Linked DNA regions of Sus scrofa: region 2 is linked to region 1. Evidence: chromatin contacts called from public Hi-C data. All regions are on one chromosome and are shown on one strand. Each heading gives the region's core, a stretch centred on a gene start, on an enhancer-like site or on the middle of the called end of the contact. The rest is flanking DNA. Distances are from core to core; before and after follow the strand shown. Region 1 overlaps RAB30 (ras-related protein Rab-30). Region 2 holds the start of PCF11 (pre-mRNA cleavage complex 2 protein Pcf11).

Region 1 (7,558 bases), core at 3,409-5,908:
AGATATGCAATGAGATTCTGCTGCACAGCACAGGGAGCTATATCTAATCACTTGTGATGGAACATGATGGAGGATAATGTGAGAAAAAGAATATATATATATATTTATATGTATGTATGACTGGGTCACTTTGCTGTACAGCAGAAATTGACAAAACAATGTATAATAGGAAAAATAAAAACCTAAAAAAAAGTTATGTGTAGAGATTTTGGCTTGAGCACTTGTGGGGAGTACTACACCGCCTACCGAGGTGAGGAAAACTGAAAGGAGAAGTTTGCGGTAGAGACTAAAGAGTTCTCTTTCAACCACGTTAAATTTGCAATGTCTCTTAGACATCTATCTGGCTAGGAGTCTGGAGTTCCAGAGAAAGTCTGAGATGAGCTGTAGGCTTGAGGGCCATTAGCAAATGGATGTTACAGAAAGCTGGGTTAGAAGAGGACATCTATGGAGGGTGAATAAGCAGAGGAGAGAAGGGGGCCTTTCAGATTATGAGGCACCTCGCCATTTAGAGGTTGAGGAGAAAAGGAGACCAGAGAGGCAGGAAGAGACCCTGGAAAGTTGAGTGTCAAAGAAAACAGAGATTGCCTTGTGAAACGCTGCTGAGAGAGTAAGATGAAAACAAAGCAGAGGCCTTTGACTTGGCCACATGGAGGTCACTGGCTGACACAGACAAGAACAGTCCCTGTGGAAGGACAGAAGAGATTAGAGTGAGGGGAGCAGTCAATGTCAAAACTATGGACAAAGTTCCACTGAAAAAGGGAACAGGGAAATTAGAAGATGGCTTGAGGGGGAAATAATGTGACAGTTTTAAAGTAAGTAATGCGCTTATTTTGTAACATTTGAGAGACAAAATGAGAAAACATGCTGGAATTTGGGGGAGGGCAGGATGGTGTTTTCAGGTAAGAGATCTTAGAGATGTTTATTTGCTACTAAGGATTATCAGAGATGATAGTAAATTCTAAGATCAAAGATCTATAAAACTTGGTCTTAACACAGTTATTAATGTGCCAAAAGGTAAAGGAACTGGTAGGCAGGGAGCTGGGACACCAACCCAGGTCTGTTTTGACCCATACGTGCATCTTCATTCCACTACACCATTGACTGTAATATAACAGGGTAGCATTTGCAATAGATCCCGACTCCAGGCTCTGAAGATAATCAAATAGAGTTAGAAGAAATCTTAGGACAACTTGGGAGAGTTAACACAGATGCACAGCTCCTTCTTCATGAGCAAGGTCTGTTCACCATAAGAATTCTCCTATTGCATTTTCTCTCAAATGTCTTTTATGTGTGAACATCTGGCTGAGGTCCTACTAGCAGCAGAGGCCTCCACTGTTGCCCAGTCATGTACAAAGTGGGCTTGAGGAGAGGATTAGGACACTGAGACCACTCACAGTGCAGAGTAAGGGAGAACACTGCAGGGAATAACCTATCTAGTGACTATAACAAGGTAGTAAAAATACTTTAAAAATTTAGTCCTGGAGTTCCCGTCGTGGCGCAGTGGTTAACGAATCTGACTAGGAACCATGAAGTTGCGGGTTCGATCCCTGCCCTTGCTCAGTGGGTTAACGATCCGGCGTTGTGGTGTAGGTTGCAGACGCGGCTCGGATCCCGCGTTGCTGTGGCTCTGGTGTAGGCTGGCAGCTACAGCTCCAATTAGACCCCTAGCCTGGGAAACTCCATATGCCGCAGGAGCAGCCCAAGAAATGGCAAAAAGACAAAAAAAAAAAAAAAAAAAAAAAGTAAAAAAAAAATTTAGTCCTTTGTTTATACTCAGCAAAAGCAAAGATGGAAATGAAGGTACATGATCATTTTTTTTCTTTCTTTCTTTCTTTCTTTCTTTTTTCTTTTTTGGCCACCCCATGGCATATGGAGTTCTCAGGCCAGGGATCAGATCTGAGCTGCAGTCACAACCTATGCTGCAGCTGCAGCAATGCCAGATCCTTAACCCACTCTGCAGGGCCAGGTGATCGAATCTGCATCCCAGTGTTTCAGAGATGCATGCCACAGCAGGAACTCATTTTATTTCTTTCCTCTTTAAATAGCTATCTCAGGAAGCAAACGACTATGGCTGGGCTAGGAAGTGGCCTCTTGTCTTCTGTTTCCCATACCTACTCCTGCTCTACCACATGGTGGCACAACCCCACCCCTTTCGGCCTCATCCTTCTCTCCCCTGGCTTCTCATTCTCTGTTCTAGTTTACATCTTCCTTCAGAGCAACACAGATGCCATCTCCCCCATGATGTCCTCCCTGATTTCTCCTTCCTGAATCGTTACGGCACTAAGTACTACTCCCGTGTAAATTTAGCTCTTGATCACATTAAGCTATTCTCTTTTGGGGGTGGGAAGGGGATGGAGGGGATGACAAAGAAAGGTTTACTGCAAGGCCAAGCAAGAACAGGTGGCTCCTGCTCCAAAGACCTGAAGTCTCTGACCACATTAAGTTTTAAAACTATTCTCTGATTCAAAAATCAGAGTGAGCATAAGAGTACCTTTGGAGTTCTCATCATGGCTCAGTGGTAACGAACCTGACTAGTATCCATGAGGATTCGGGTTCCGTCCCTGGCCCTGCTCAGTGGGTTAAAGATCCAGTGCTGCTGTGAGCTGCGGTGTAGGTTGCAGATGCAGCTAGGATTCTGTTTTGCCGTGGCTGTGGCTGTGGCTGTGGCAGGCAACTGTAGCTCTGATTCAACCCCTAGCGTGGGAACTTCCATATGCCAAGAGTATGGCTCTAAAAAGCAAAACATGTGTGTGTGTGTGTGTGTGTGTGTGTGTGTGTATTATTATTTTTTTTGTACGAAACTCAATGAAATTGTTGGCCATTGTTACTTTGAGAGGCAGCTCAGTAGTGGAAAGACCAATATGGATTTGAGTTGAAATTGTGGCCTTGCTCCACCTCTGATAAGCTAAGTGATTTTGGGCAAGTCACTTTCTGAGCCTCAGGTCCCCAGTCTAGAAAATGGAAATAATACTACCTAACACACCACCTGGGTATGGAAAGCTGGCTCTTCTACTGAAGAGAAGAAGCTTCTACTGTAGGAACCCTACAATGGCTTCCATGGTTTTCAAAGTCAAGTTCAAAGCTCTTCAATCAGTTTACCTCCTGGTGACTTCTCCATCCTCACTGCTCACCTACTTCATACTTTCTACTCCAATAACAATTAATTCCTCATGAAATTTCTCACCCCCATGTTTTAATTTTTCCGTCCCTGCCATCGCCGCATTCTTAGCCCACCCTGCTGAGGTATCGCTCTCCTCCTGGAAGCTATCCTGGATTTGTCAGCTTCCACCCCTTCTCCACATACACTGATGGAAATTATTTATTTATAGGACCACCTACTCCATAAAGCAAAGGTTTCTTGGGGGAAAAAACTGGGCTTTACTCATCTCTGTATCCCTGGCAAAGGTACTGACTTCCATTTCTCCATCTATGAAATGGGAAGAATAACACCTCCTCAAAAGGTCATGATTAAGTTTAAATATTCAAAGTTTACCAGGGTGTCTGGCACACAACAGGCCTTTCATACAGTTGATCTGTATTCCAACATGTCCAAATTTGGCTTTTCTTTTCTGTCCTCCAGTCCAGGCTCTTACACTGGCCCTGTGTCTTTGCTATGAGCCCTCTCCCTGATCCAGACCCCTGAGTGGTGAGGGTCCCAAGCTCCAGACCTGTGTTGGGTTCCCACTCCTGCCAGGGCTCTTTGAACTCTGAGGATGACTCAGTGAAGGCACCAATGCAGTACTGCAAGCATTTCTTGAGCATCTCTGCGCAAGGCAACATCCCAGATGCAGTGGAAGTGACACAACATGTACAAGGAATTTATGATCTGCTAGTGGTAAGAAAGAGGTAGGGAGACAATTAAACAAATAAAGGCAGTACAATTCAAAGACGAAAAAGGCCACATATCTCTGGAGGAAGATGGGAAGGCTTTCGAGGAAGTGGCCTTCCAAATGGATGGACTTAAGCTGGCTGAGGCGTTGTTTCCAGGGTTGTACGTGGTCGACAAAACACAAGACTGAAATGCTCCTGCTCCGCAGATGAAACGTAAAATAAATTTAGGAAATTGAGCCTATGCACACCCCTCTAGAAGACTCACAACCCACAGTAACAAGGCTGTGAGAGGACTTGAAGGAACCCTATTGAAGCTTGTTTAATTCAGCATCCCAAATTTCTTTGGCTACAAGTTCTCTATTTCTCTACCTCCCCCCTACCCACCCCACCCTGCAGAGGATATTTATAGCATCTTGAGGATCATACTTTAAGAAACAACCAGTTGAAGTTCCCTGGTGGCCTAGCGGTTAAGGATCCAACCTGATCACTGCTGTGATTCAGGTCCGATCCCTGGCCTGGGAACTTCGGCATGCTACAGGTGCAGCCCAAAAGAAAAGGAAATGAACGAGTCGTGTTACCCTTTCAAAGTTATATATTTGCATTTTTAACAGAACTTCTTAAATACAGTATCTTAAAGTAGATTTTTAAAAAACTATATAGTCGGCAATTTAGTAAATTCTCCTGGCATCATGTCCAAAAGAAAAAGGCCATGGAAGACCCTGCAGAACTAAGTAGCTGTCAAGAGAAGAACAAATTCCCTCCTTCTCTAGAGAGAGGCACGACACAGATGACAAGCCTCTCCATCAAGGGAGGGAAACAACGGATCTCTGAGTGAGGCTATTCCTTCTTTGGTAGGATGTTTACACCCCTAAGAGGCGTCCTCCCGCCCTCTCCAACCAGCTGACTGGGGAAAAAGAAAAAAAAAAAAAAAACCAGACTTGAAAGCAAAGGGAACAACGTTGCATAACAAGCGGACAAGGCATGTTTTGCTCCTAATTATCTACCAAACAGTCATGCCCGCAAGAAGGAAAGGGACATTGTTGGCTTGTCCCCACCCTGGAAGCATAGCGTTCAATTACCCAATGTGGGGGTTCACAAGTGTTTGCCAGGAGCAAGGCACTGTGCTCATGGTACAGAGGAAAACAAACCATAGTCCTACTCACAAGTCCTTCCCAGGGCAATACAGAAGAGAGACAGGTAAACAAACTGCAATGCAGCACAGAGTGCAGGCAAACAATGCTAGAAGGAGAGGTGCATGCAAAATGTTAGCAAGGCACAAACACGGGGACTCCTTAATTTTGCCTGGGATTAAGGTCAGAAGAGAGACATGTTAAAACATGTTGATTCCTCTTAATTCTCACAAGATTGGAGAGGAGTTTTCCAGGCAAATAAGTCAATCATCTGTACATAAATAAGTGGGTTCTGGGTTTGAGAAGAATAGGGTTGGGCAGACCAAAACTGAAAGAAAGAGAAAGAGCAGCTGATCTTCGCAAGAAGGTGGTATACTGCACAGCTGCATCTAATTTCACCGACTACTGCTTTTTCTATCTTTTTTTCTTTTTTGGCCACCCCACAGCAAATGGAGTTACCAGGCCAGATCCTTTTAACCTACTGTGTGGATCCAGCCTTCGTTCTAGTGCTGTGGAGACGCCGCCCACCCCATTAAGCCACAGTGGGAACTCCCCTGCTTTTTTTCTTTTTCTTTCTTTCTCTTCTTCTTTTTTTTTTTTTTTTTTTTTTTTTTTTTGATGCACTTGTGGCATGTGGAAGTACCCAGGCCAGGGATCAAACCCAGGCTATTGCAGTGACAACGCCAGATCCTTAACCTGCTGTGCCACAAGAGAACCCCACATCCCCTGCTTTTCTCTTAATAACAAAACCGTTCCGGACAGAGAAAGAGGGGAGAAGGTGATGGTGTCAAATTTGAGAAGGAGATGACTAAGTAGTAACAGACTCAGCAGACTCTAGAAATCTGAATCCTAAACCAGATGCAGGGAAAGCTGAGAATTCGACTGATTTAAACCACAGAATCCTTACCAAGCCCAGGACTGGCGGCGCCAGGTATTCAAAGAGTAAAGGGTATAAGATGCTAAAATAAGGACAACAGTGAAAGCTGCTCGAAAAGAAGTGAGAGTTCAAGGTTCCCCCTCCTCACTGACAGAACTCTGGGGGCTTAGTCTCTGGAAAGCATAATAGAGGAATGTCTAATATTTGCTTTAACATAATCTGGGGGACGGGGAGGGGATACAGATGAAAGGAAAGTGTCCATGAAGCAATCATGGTGAACCTGGGTGATAGAACATGGGAGCTGATTGCACTACCCTCTTGACTTGTGTAAATCTTTGAAATTTTCCATAATAAAAAGTCGGGGGGTAGAGATAAACTAGTTTAGCGTTAACATATACACATTACTATATATATAACTGAAAAATAACAAGAACCTCCGTACAGCACAGGGAACTATATTTAACATCTTATGGAATTCCCATCATGGCTCAGCAGAAACAAACCTGACTAGCATCCATGAGGATGCAGGCTTGACGCTGGCCTTGCTCAGTGGGTTAAGGATCTGGCATTGCTATGAGCTGTGGTGTAGGTCACAGATGCAGCTCAGATCTCACGTTGCTGTGGCTGTGGTGTAGGCCAGCAGCTACAGCTCCAATTTAACCCCTAGCCTGGGAGCCTCCCTATGGTACCAGTGTGGCCCTAAAAAGACCAAAAAAAAAAAGTCTTGTAATAACTTATACTGGAAAAGAATCTGAAAAAGAATATATATATACACACACATATATACATACATATTTATATTACTGAACCACTTTGCTATACACCTGAAACTAATACAACATTGAAAATCAACTATATTTTTCAATTTAAAAAATGGTTAATAAAATCATTTTATTGGAGTTCCCTGGTGGCCTAGCGGTTAAGGATTTAGCAGCTGCTATGGCTCAGGTTTAATCCCTGGCCCAGGAACTTCTGTGTGCCATAGGTGTAGCTAAAAAAAAAAGTCATTTGAATCGGATTCTCATCATGGCTCAGTGGTTAACGAATCCGACTAGGAACCATGAGCTTGCAGGTTCGATCCCTGGCCTTGCTCAGTGGGTTCAGGATCCGGCATTGCTGTGAGCTGTGGTGTAGGTTGCAGATGCCACTCAGACCCCGTGTTGCTGTGGCTCTGGCATAGGCTGGCGGCTACAGCTCCGATTCGACCTCTAGCCTGGGAACCTCCATATGCCATAGAAGCGACCCCAGAAAAGGCAAAATGACAAAAAAAAAAAAAATCATTTGAATCAACAAAAGAAATTTAAAAATAAATAAATTATATCTGTTGTAAACAAACAAACAAAAGTAAGACTGTCTCTGGCCAGGAGTACCCAGCACAGCTGAAGAGGAACAGAAAAAGAGAACACTGTGTCTACTGGAGGTGAAGTGAAACATTTTTATGTGCCTCTCCTCTTGACTGCCAGAATGATGTCAGGTGGAACCACACTCTGCAAAGAGTATGGAGGGAACAGAACCAAGGGAAAAACCTAAAGATGCTGCCCAGGAGGCTCCTAGCAGGCAGCCCACCCAGATCATGCTAAAGGGAAGCTCATAGTTAATAATCTCCATCCCATATGGAGTTTCTTGAAAGCCTGTTTTTTTTTTTTGTTTTTTGTTTTTTTTGATAGCTTTTAAGATATAACTCACACTTAATTCATTCGTTTATTTATTTATTTATTTA
Region 2 (7,558 bases), core at 2,682-5,181, 130 kb after region 1:
ATGAAATAATACTTGGGAAGTTTTCTGTTAGTATTTGCTGCATATTCTTTTGCTTTTTTCATGTACAACTGGAAGGAACTTCCATATGGTTAAGATAAATATATTGGAGCAAAACTCAAATTGAGAAGTTCTATGAAGTTACATTTTTATGCAAATAAGTGAAAAGATTGCTAGAAGTAGAGTTGCTGGCAAAATTTCTAAGGCCCCAAGCTATGAATTTCTTTTTGGAACAGGGTAGTCACACCCATTGAATTGCTAGTCAGCCTCTCCCCTCTGATAATCTGTCTCTAAACTCCAGAACATCAAGTCCAACCTCTATCCTAGGTTCTCAACTGACCCTGTATTTGCCTATTTGAGCTAGTGGAATACAACAGTGGACAAGCAAAGTGAAACTGAAATCAGGAAGTTTGGATCAGTCAAAAAGTATTCATTGAGTTTATACTATATCCCAATTTTAGAACTTCCCTTAGAGCTAACACTAGATGTGCTTCTTTTTTCTTTTTTAAGAATCGTTTTATTCTTGATATCTAGCTTTCTAAGCCACACACTTTAAAAACAAATGCTTTGAATTATATAGCTTTAGATCTGCTCATGAAAGGATGTCCACTGTACCTTGAGTTTAAAAAGCAAGTAATAAACAAACTTCCCAGAAAGAGACATCTCTGATGTGATGAATATTAACAAAAGACCCTTAACAGTAAAAAAAAAAAAAAAAAAGCAAGTAATAAACTCTATATAGTGATCCCCTTTTTCTAAAAATCAAAAATAAAAAGCTGTACACATCGTGTTTGTGTGTGTGTTTGTTGAAAAAGACATGGAATAATACATAATAAACTGTGAAAGCGGTTATGGCCAGGGGCAGAGAATGGGAACTTTCATTTTTTATTTATATATGTATTTGAATTCTTAAGAATAAGCATGCATTACTTTTGTAATTTTGTATTTTAGCCCTTCTGATACCATCAAACATTTACATCAATAAGACACCTGATTGCCTAAAACAAAGGTTTTTTGTTTGTTTGTTTTTGCAGGGGGAAGTAAGTCCTCTTGTAAACACTCTTATGAACCAAGGGAAGAGTATAGTTATTTTCCTCAAGAAAACAAACAAAACAACAACAAAAAACACCCCAAACTAAACATATTAACCAGTGGGCTTGATTTTTAAAAATATCTCTGGGATGTGCACTGTTTTTTGGTCAGGTGTAATAATACTTTTTTATATTATTCCATGAGATTATAATTTGGCAATACATTTTATAAAGGCCACTCTAAGGGCTTGTTATGGTCACCACTGAACTTGGCATGGAGATGTTTAATGTTGGTGCATAGTGTATTTGTTGCATATTCTGTTGAAAGAACTGGCATTGAAACTATAATGGGAGAAGCTTTGTGCATTCATTTGTGTATTTAACAATACTGATAATCTAGTTTGTTTTCTCTCCTGAGGATGTAAAGTAAAAGTATTCTTGTAATATAGCGCAGTTCAAATACAATTGCTACTTCGCTTTTTTGAATCTTTTGTGGGCACTTAGATTTGCTCATTTATATGCTAAGCATAAATTGTTTACTCTCTGTGTAGTTCAGAGGGATACAATAGAAGCCAAATCAAAGCTTTGAAAATTTACTTTTCAAAAGTTTACTTGATGGTTAGGATGATATAAAAATAAGGCAAAGCAGATATTTTCAGCAACAATTTAGCAACTAAATTCATCTTTAAAATTACAAGGAATGGGAGTTCCCACCATGGCTCAGCTGAAACCAATCTGACTAGTATCCATGAAGACGCAGGTTCCATCCCTGGCCTTGCTCAGTGGGTTAAGGATGCCAGTTGTGGTTAGCTGTGGTGTAGGTCCCAAAGGCAGCTGGGATCCCGCATTGATGTGGCTGTGGCACAGGCCAGTGGCTACAGCTCCAATTCGACCCCTAGCCAGGGAACCCCATATGCTGCCTGTGCGGCCCTAAAAAGACAAAAATAAATAAAAATAAAAGTAAATAAAATTACAAGGAAACAAAAACAAAACAAAACAAAACAAAACAAAACAAAAAAAGGAGTTCCCGTTCGTGGCGCAGTGGTTAACGAATCCGACTAGGAACCATGAGGTTGCGGGTTCGGTCCCTGCCCTTCCTTGCTCAGTGGGTTAAGGATCTGGCGTTGCCGTGAGCTGTGGTGTAGGCCGCAGACGCGGCTCGGATCCCAGGTTGCTGTGGCTCTGGCGTAGGTCGGTGGCTACAGCTCCGATTCAACCCCTAGCCTGGGAACCTCCATATGCCGCGGGAGCGGCCCAAGAAATAGCAACAACAACAACAACAGACAAAAAAAGACAAAAAAAATAAATAAATAAAAAAGTAAAATTACAAGGAAAACTACCACAAGGACTATTTTACAGCGGGCATTTCCTTTCAGAAAACATGAACTTGGACAGTTGCTTAATTTAAAATGTGTCTATAATATCTACGTATCATCACTAACAATGGCATGAAATTGAGATCCGTAAGTACCTATACAACAATATTTCTTAGCCTCAAATAACAAAAGACAAGTTCTTCTCCCCAGGCTTTACCTCTCATTCATATGTGGTATCACATTAAGAATAAATGAAAAATAAATGTGAACAAAATCTTGTACACTTTAAATATGTGCAGTTTATCGTATCTCAATTACTTTCAATAAAGCTCCTAAAAACCCAGAAACAAAACAAAAATAAGTGAAAATGTTACTTTTTATGGGAAAATAAAGGAATTACTTCATTTATTTCCTAAGAGCGATTTCTTCTGAGGAACAAAAAAGTATCTCTACTGAGCCTAGTAGCCTAAGAAGGACAATGAAGCACATTTTACGTAATTAATATCTAATTTTTTTAGCCTAAATTTAGTTTACTATCTCAATGAGAAAAATACCTTTTTAGTTTAATGTTTTATGTTGCAGCTTCAAGGCAGAACTATTTGAAAGCTTTGTGTTTTGAGAGCATCATTTCCAAGCTCCAAAAAGGGATTTTAGAAACCTTGGAAAAGATCCCTACAAGTAAAATACGTAATTCTTCCTATTTGACCCAAATTGCATATTCTAAGGGTGTTTCGAGGTGCAGAAGATCGAGAGAGAAGAGTTATCACGCTCCGGGGTGGGTGTGGCTGTTGTGAGCAACCTTTCCTAGAGCTGAGTGGGCTTCCCAAAGATTTCCTGAAAACCCTTATGGAAAAGCCTTACACACACACACACACACACACACACACACGCACCCCTTCTAAATAAAGGCATTTTCCTAGGGGTTCAACTCTAGAAAGCTGGCGGAGGTGTTTTTGTTTGTGGAAGTGGCAAGCAGTGTATTAAAGCTGACTCTAGTGGTCCTTCTCAAGGTTCCGGTTGAAACCGGCGCCTCCCTCCAGGTCTCAATCCCAGGCCGGGTATGTGGGCCGCGGCAGCAGGACCCGCCCAGGCTCTCGGGAGCACCTGAGTCGAAGAGGGGGGGCGGGGCCGGCCAAAAGCCTCCTCCTCGCTCAACCCCCACCCCGCTCAGGGGCCGCCCGGCAGGCGGAAGGGAGGATGATTGACGGAGCAGCTCAGCTGCTAGGACGTTGCAGAGGGAGGGTCGAAGTGGAGCCGCTGAGCTTTCTTGTTAAACTGGTTGGGTTTTGCCTCGGGAACAGCCTCCCTCAGGACTATTGGCCTCCCTGAGTGGGTTGTTATGGTAACAAATGACCGAACAGTCCCTTATGAATCCGCCAATGAGAGGGGCAGTCTTTTCCACCCCACCTCTAAGCCGTAAGTGTTGCGAAAGTCCGGGTAGGATCCCGACAAGAAGGCGGTGCCAGAACGTTCAGCGGAAGGGCTGTGGGCGGGGCTTGTGACGTTTCAGGACTAGCCAATCACGCCCGGCTTTATCAACGGCCCCGCCCTTTTACCGCACATTTCCCCTCCCCTAGCTCATTTCGCACGACGCAGCGGTTGGGAACACAGACATTTTCGGAGCTGGAGCCGCCACTGCCGCCGCCATTTTGTGTCTGTGGAGAAAGAAGCGTCTGTGGCGGCTGGAAGTGGACGGAGACCACCCGTGAGACGGCGGCGTTTCATACCCGAGGTTCCCCCTGTGTCGTCCCCCAACCCCCCTCCGCGGTCAGCATGTGGTGAAGCCGGAGCCGCGAGAGACCAGGGGAGAGGAAGAGGAGTCGGAAGGGAGGCGGGGTATCGAGAGCGGCTTCAGCTTCAGCTGCGGCGGGCCTCGGAGGGGGGCCGCGGCGCAATGTCAGAGCAGACGCCGGCCGAGGCCGGTACTGCGGGGGCCCGGGAGGACGCCTGTCGGGATTATCAGTCATCACTCGAAGACCTGACCTTCAATAGCAAACCGCACATCAATATGCTGACCATTCTAGCCGAGGAGAACCTGCCCTTCGCCAAGGAGATCGTCTCTCTCATCGAGGCCCAAACCGCCAAGGTTTTTATACACCCCGCAGCCTCCTATTCTTCTAATACTCCCTGATTTTAGTGTCAGCCTCATCCCAGGTCTCGCTTCCGTCCAAAGGGGGACAGTGTTCCTCCTCTCCAACCCCCCCCCCCAACTCAGGTTCGGTCTTTGGCCCAGGCTTCGAGCGTGGGCCTCGCTTGAAGGGAGGGAGTGGGGAGGATAAAGGGTGGAGTTCCACTTCCGCTTACCAGCTCCCTATTTAGGCCACCGCACCGTCTGTCCCGAGGCACACGCTTTAAGTAGAGCCGTTTGGGGAGGGGGGAGGCTTAAAAGGCAGTTTGCGATGTGGGAAAGTAAGTGTTAAAACCTTTCTAACCCCCTGGGAAGGTGGGGAGTGGATCTTCCTCCGTGCCCCCCGCCCCCGTACCCTTTTGGGTAATTGTGTCTGTGGGTTGGAAGGAGGTGAAGGGGGACCTGGGAGCGAGCTGTTGGCGGGTGGGAATAGGGCACTGGCCCCGAGTGGAGCAGCCGCCTGTTAGGAGCCCAACATGGCGCCTGAAAAGCACATGATGCGAAAGGGAAGAGAGGAGAATCCATTCCCTGCCAGCCAGGCAGCTGCTCACACCCGTCAGCCCCGTTTTGGGGTGGGGGCGGCTAGGTATAACTAGTATTCTCCTGTCGGAGGGTCTCATTTGCCCCCAAATACGGGAAATTGGGGTTGAGGGTGGGGCGTGGGGGTGGGGGTGGGGAGGAGATCTTACCCAACCTGTAGGTGGAGAACCGGCCCACTGGGTAACAAGTACTTGTAGGTTTTTTTTTGAAAAGTTCAGTCCCTCCTCCTCTTCCTTTTCTCTTTTTTTCCTCCCTTCCCTGAGTGAAGACGTGCTTTGCCTCACCCCTTGACAGCAGTGGTCCTCTGCCACCCTATATTTCCCTGTAGTCCTCCTCTTCTGTGGATTCATGTGGGAGCGATATGTCATTTAAGTTACTGTTAAACTTAGTTATCATAATGAGTTTTAATAGCTTCCCAGTACTACGTTTTAAGTTATTTTTCAAGCTTGTACTTATGGTTTAGTTTTTTTTTTCTAGTTGTTAGTGATTGAAATGATCAGGATGAGCCTCCTTTTAGCAGAGTGAACCCCTTTTAAAAGGCCACTTTAACAACAACCACCAATATATTGTTTAGAGGCGGTTTCTGTCTAGTGTAAAACTGAGTGGTCTGACTTTAATAAATGGTTTTGAAATGTGTGACTGGTATTATAAAATTTGTGAATAAAACATATAAAATATGTATTTGTCTTTTTTATTTACCTTTGTAAGGTGTAGATTTGTTTCCAAGATTTATTTTTATCTACGTGGTTGTGTGTTTTAAACAAAGTCTTTAAGTGACTTGGGTTCATTCTTTAGGTTCCATCCACTGTTTTGGGTAAATCTGTTCACAAGATACACGGTCTCAGGTGGTCCTTTCATTCCTTAAAGAGGACAAAAAGTGAAGTTTTTTTTTTTCTTTTTCTTTTTTTTTAAAGGCCCAGCAAGTTTGTCATGCTCAGTCTGACAGCTAAAATACAAGTCCTTATTCACCTTTCCCTGAATGTCTGTTTGAAACAGCTATTTTTTTAAAATACGAGATTTAAAAAGGAAGCATTCCTTATACTCAACATCGTTTTTATACCACAAACATGTTGGACATGAAAACTTAGTGTTTGCCTTGTTGAAGGCTTAACATTAAATGGCTTTTTAAAAAAACCAAATTTCACTTTTTTAGAAGAAAACATTGATTTTTAAAATCCTACCTAGCATTTTTGAGATTACTAATCTTCCACAGAGACTAATATTTAGCAGATCAGGTTGTCACTCAAAGAACCGTTTCCTTGCTGATTTTTAATGGATCCAGAAGATCTTCTGAGAAGTGAAAACTAAATGCTGAATATAGTGACCACATTAAAATTTGTATTGTGTATGGCTACACAGAGTGGTGAAAATAGATGGACTATTTGCTGATGAAAGACAGCTGAAATTATTTTGGCACACGTTTCCTGGTTATTTTTGTAAAGCCAGATTGAGGAAAAGATGTAAAAGTCACTGGGGGAAATAATCAGGGTTGGGCTTGAGGGTGAGGGGAGGGATTTTCTGTCCTTTGGTAGCAAACTGGCTTGGTTTTGTGTTTCTGGAGGTGAATGTTTGTGTCCTTATTCTCTAGCGTCTCAGCATTACTAAACTTAGGAATTCACACTTAATTTGACTCCTCCCATGAGGCAGTAGTAGGGAAAAAATATTACATATAAGGATTCACTTGTACAATAAAAAGTTAGGCTGCTGAACAGATTTTGGTTTTAAAGAGATCCTGTTTATCTGCATAAGTACAACAATGACTAAAATGATATAAAACATGACATGGTAAGATAAAGACACAGCAATAAAGTAGTTAACATGTTGGTACTTAATAGTTTACCCACATGCAATGGCCTTGTGAAACCCTTTTATTGATAGTACCGTGGAAGAAAATTTTCATACAAAGTTATTCAAAGGTTTCCGTAGTCAACTTTGGTTGTAAAGGTGTTATCAGAAGCAAGAGCACTTCCACACACTTGTATGGGCAATTGATTTTGTGAAATACGGCATTGTGTACTGCAGAACTGTGTGCTTACCCTAGCTACAGGTAGCTATGGGTAAGAGTTGTTCAGGGTTAAGTTTCCTATACACATGGGGAGGGTAAATGGGGCTAATTTTGTTTTTGTTTTTAAATCGTGAGTGCTCCTGTGGAATGGGAGTTAACAGTTTATATGGTGTGTCTTAATGCTTCTCAACAAGTCTGTGAACCTGCTGATGCTTTCTGGAAACTTGCTGTGCTTTCTAAAAGCCAGAGATGGATAGGCATTACAGTTGAGCTGGGGCAACATTGCTTTGCTTTGGAAAGGGCCACCTGTATCGGCATCATCACACTGGCTCTGCACAAATTTAGAACCCCTGGTTTGTGCGTGTCAGAGGAAAAATTTCGACGGAGTCTGTGCTGTGAAGAAAATCTTCAGGACAAATCCTGGTTTCCAGAGTCAAGTTCAACCTGACTTACATGACTCAGCGGCTGCTCCATCCAGTTTTTCTTGTATCAGTAACAACTTGCACCTTCCTGCATGTTCATGTGCAAGTTTAAAATTTTT

What was found. Hi-C and Micro-C count contacts between places; a contact is called where the count stands out from the background.
Region 2: a Hi-C map of liver shows a contact between it and region 1, with 3 times the contacts expected there. The contact joins the promoter of PCF11 here to the enhancer-like site in region 1. A contact is called at or near these places in 3 of 47 Hi-C or Micro-C datasets (embryonic fibroblasts, heart right ventricle and liver) and 1 of 2 datasets of contacts at active chromatin or transcription factors (skeletal muscle).

The regions. Positions count from the first base shown.
Region 1 is chr9:17,167,058-17,174,615 of Sscrofa11.1, forward strand. The region is part of intron 1 of RAB30 (ras-related protein Rab-30); the gene reads right to left. Among named protein-coding and RNA genes, the nearest start is that of PRCP, 36 kb to the left of the region's middle. Within about 2 kb of position 4,659, at least 35 of the 83 cell types and tissues checked have an H3K27ac peak or open chromatin away from gene starts, as enhancers often do. A contact at or near this core is called in liver and skeletal muscle, where this site is marked.
Region 2 is chr9:17,293,938-17,301,495 of Sscrofa11.1, forward strand. PCF11 (pre-mRNA cleavage complex 2 protein Pcf11) reads left to right here and starts at 3,932. Exons shown (of 16, transcript XM_021062577.1): 1 at 3,932-4,430. The coding sequence starts at 4,239.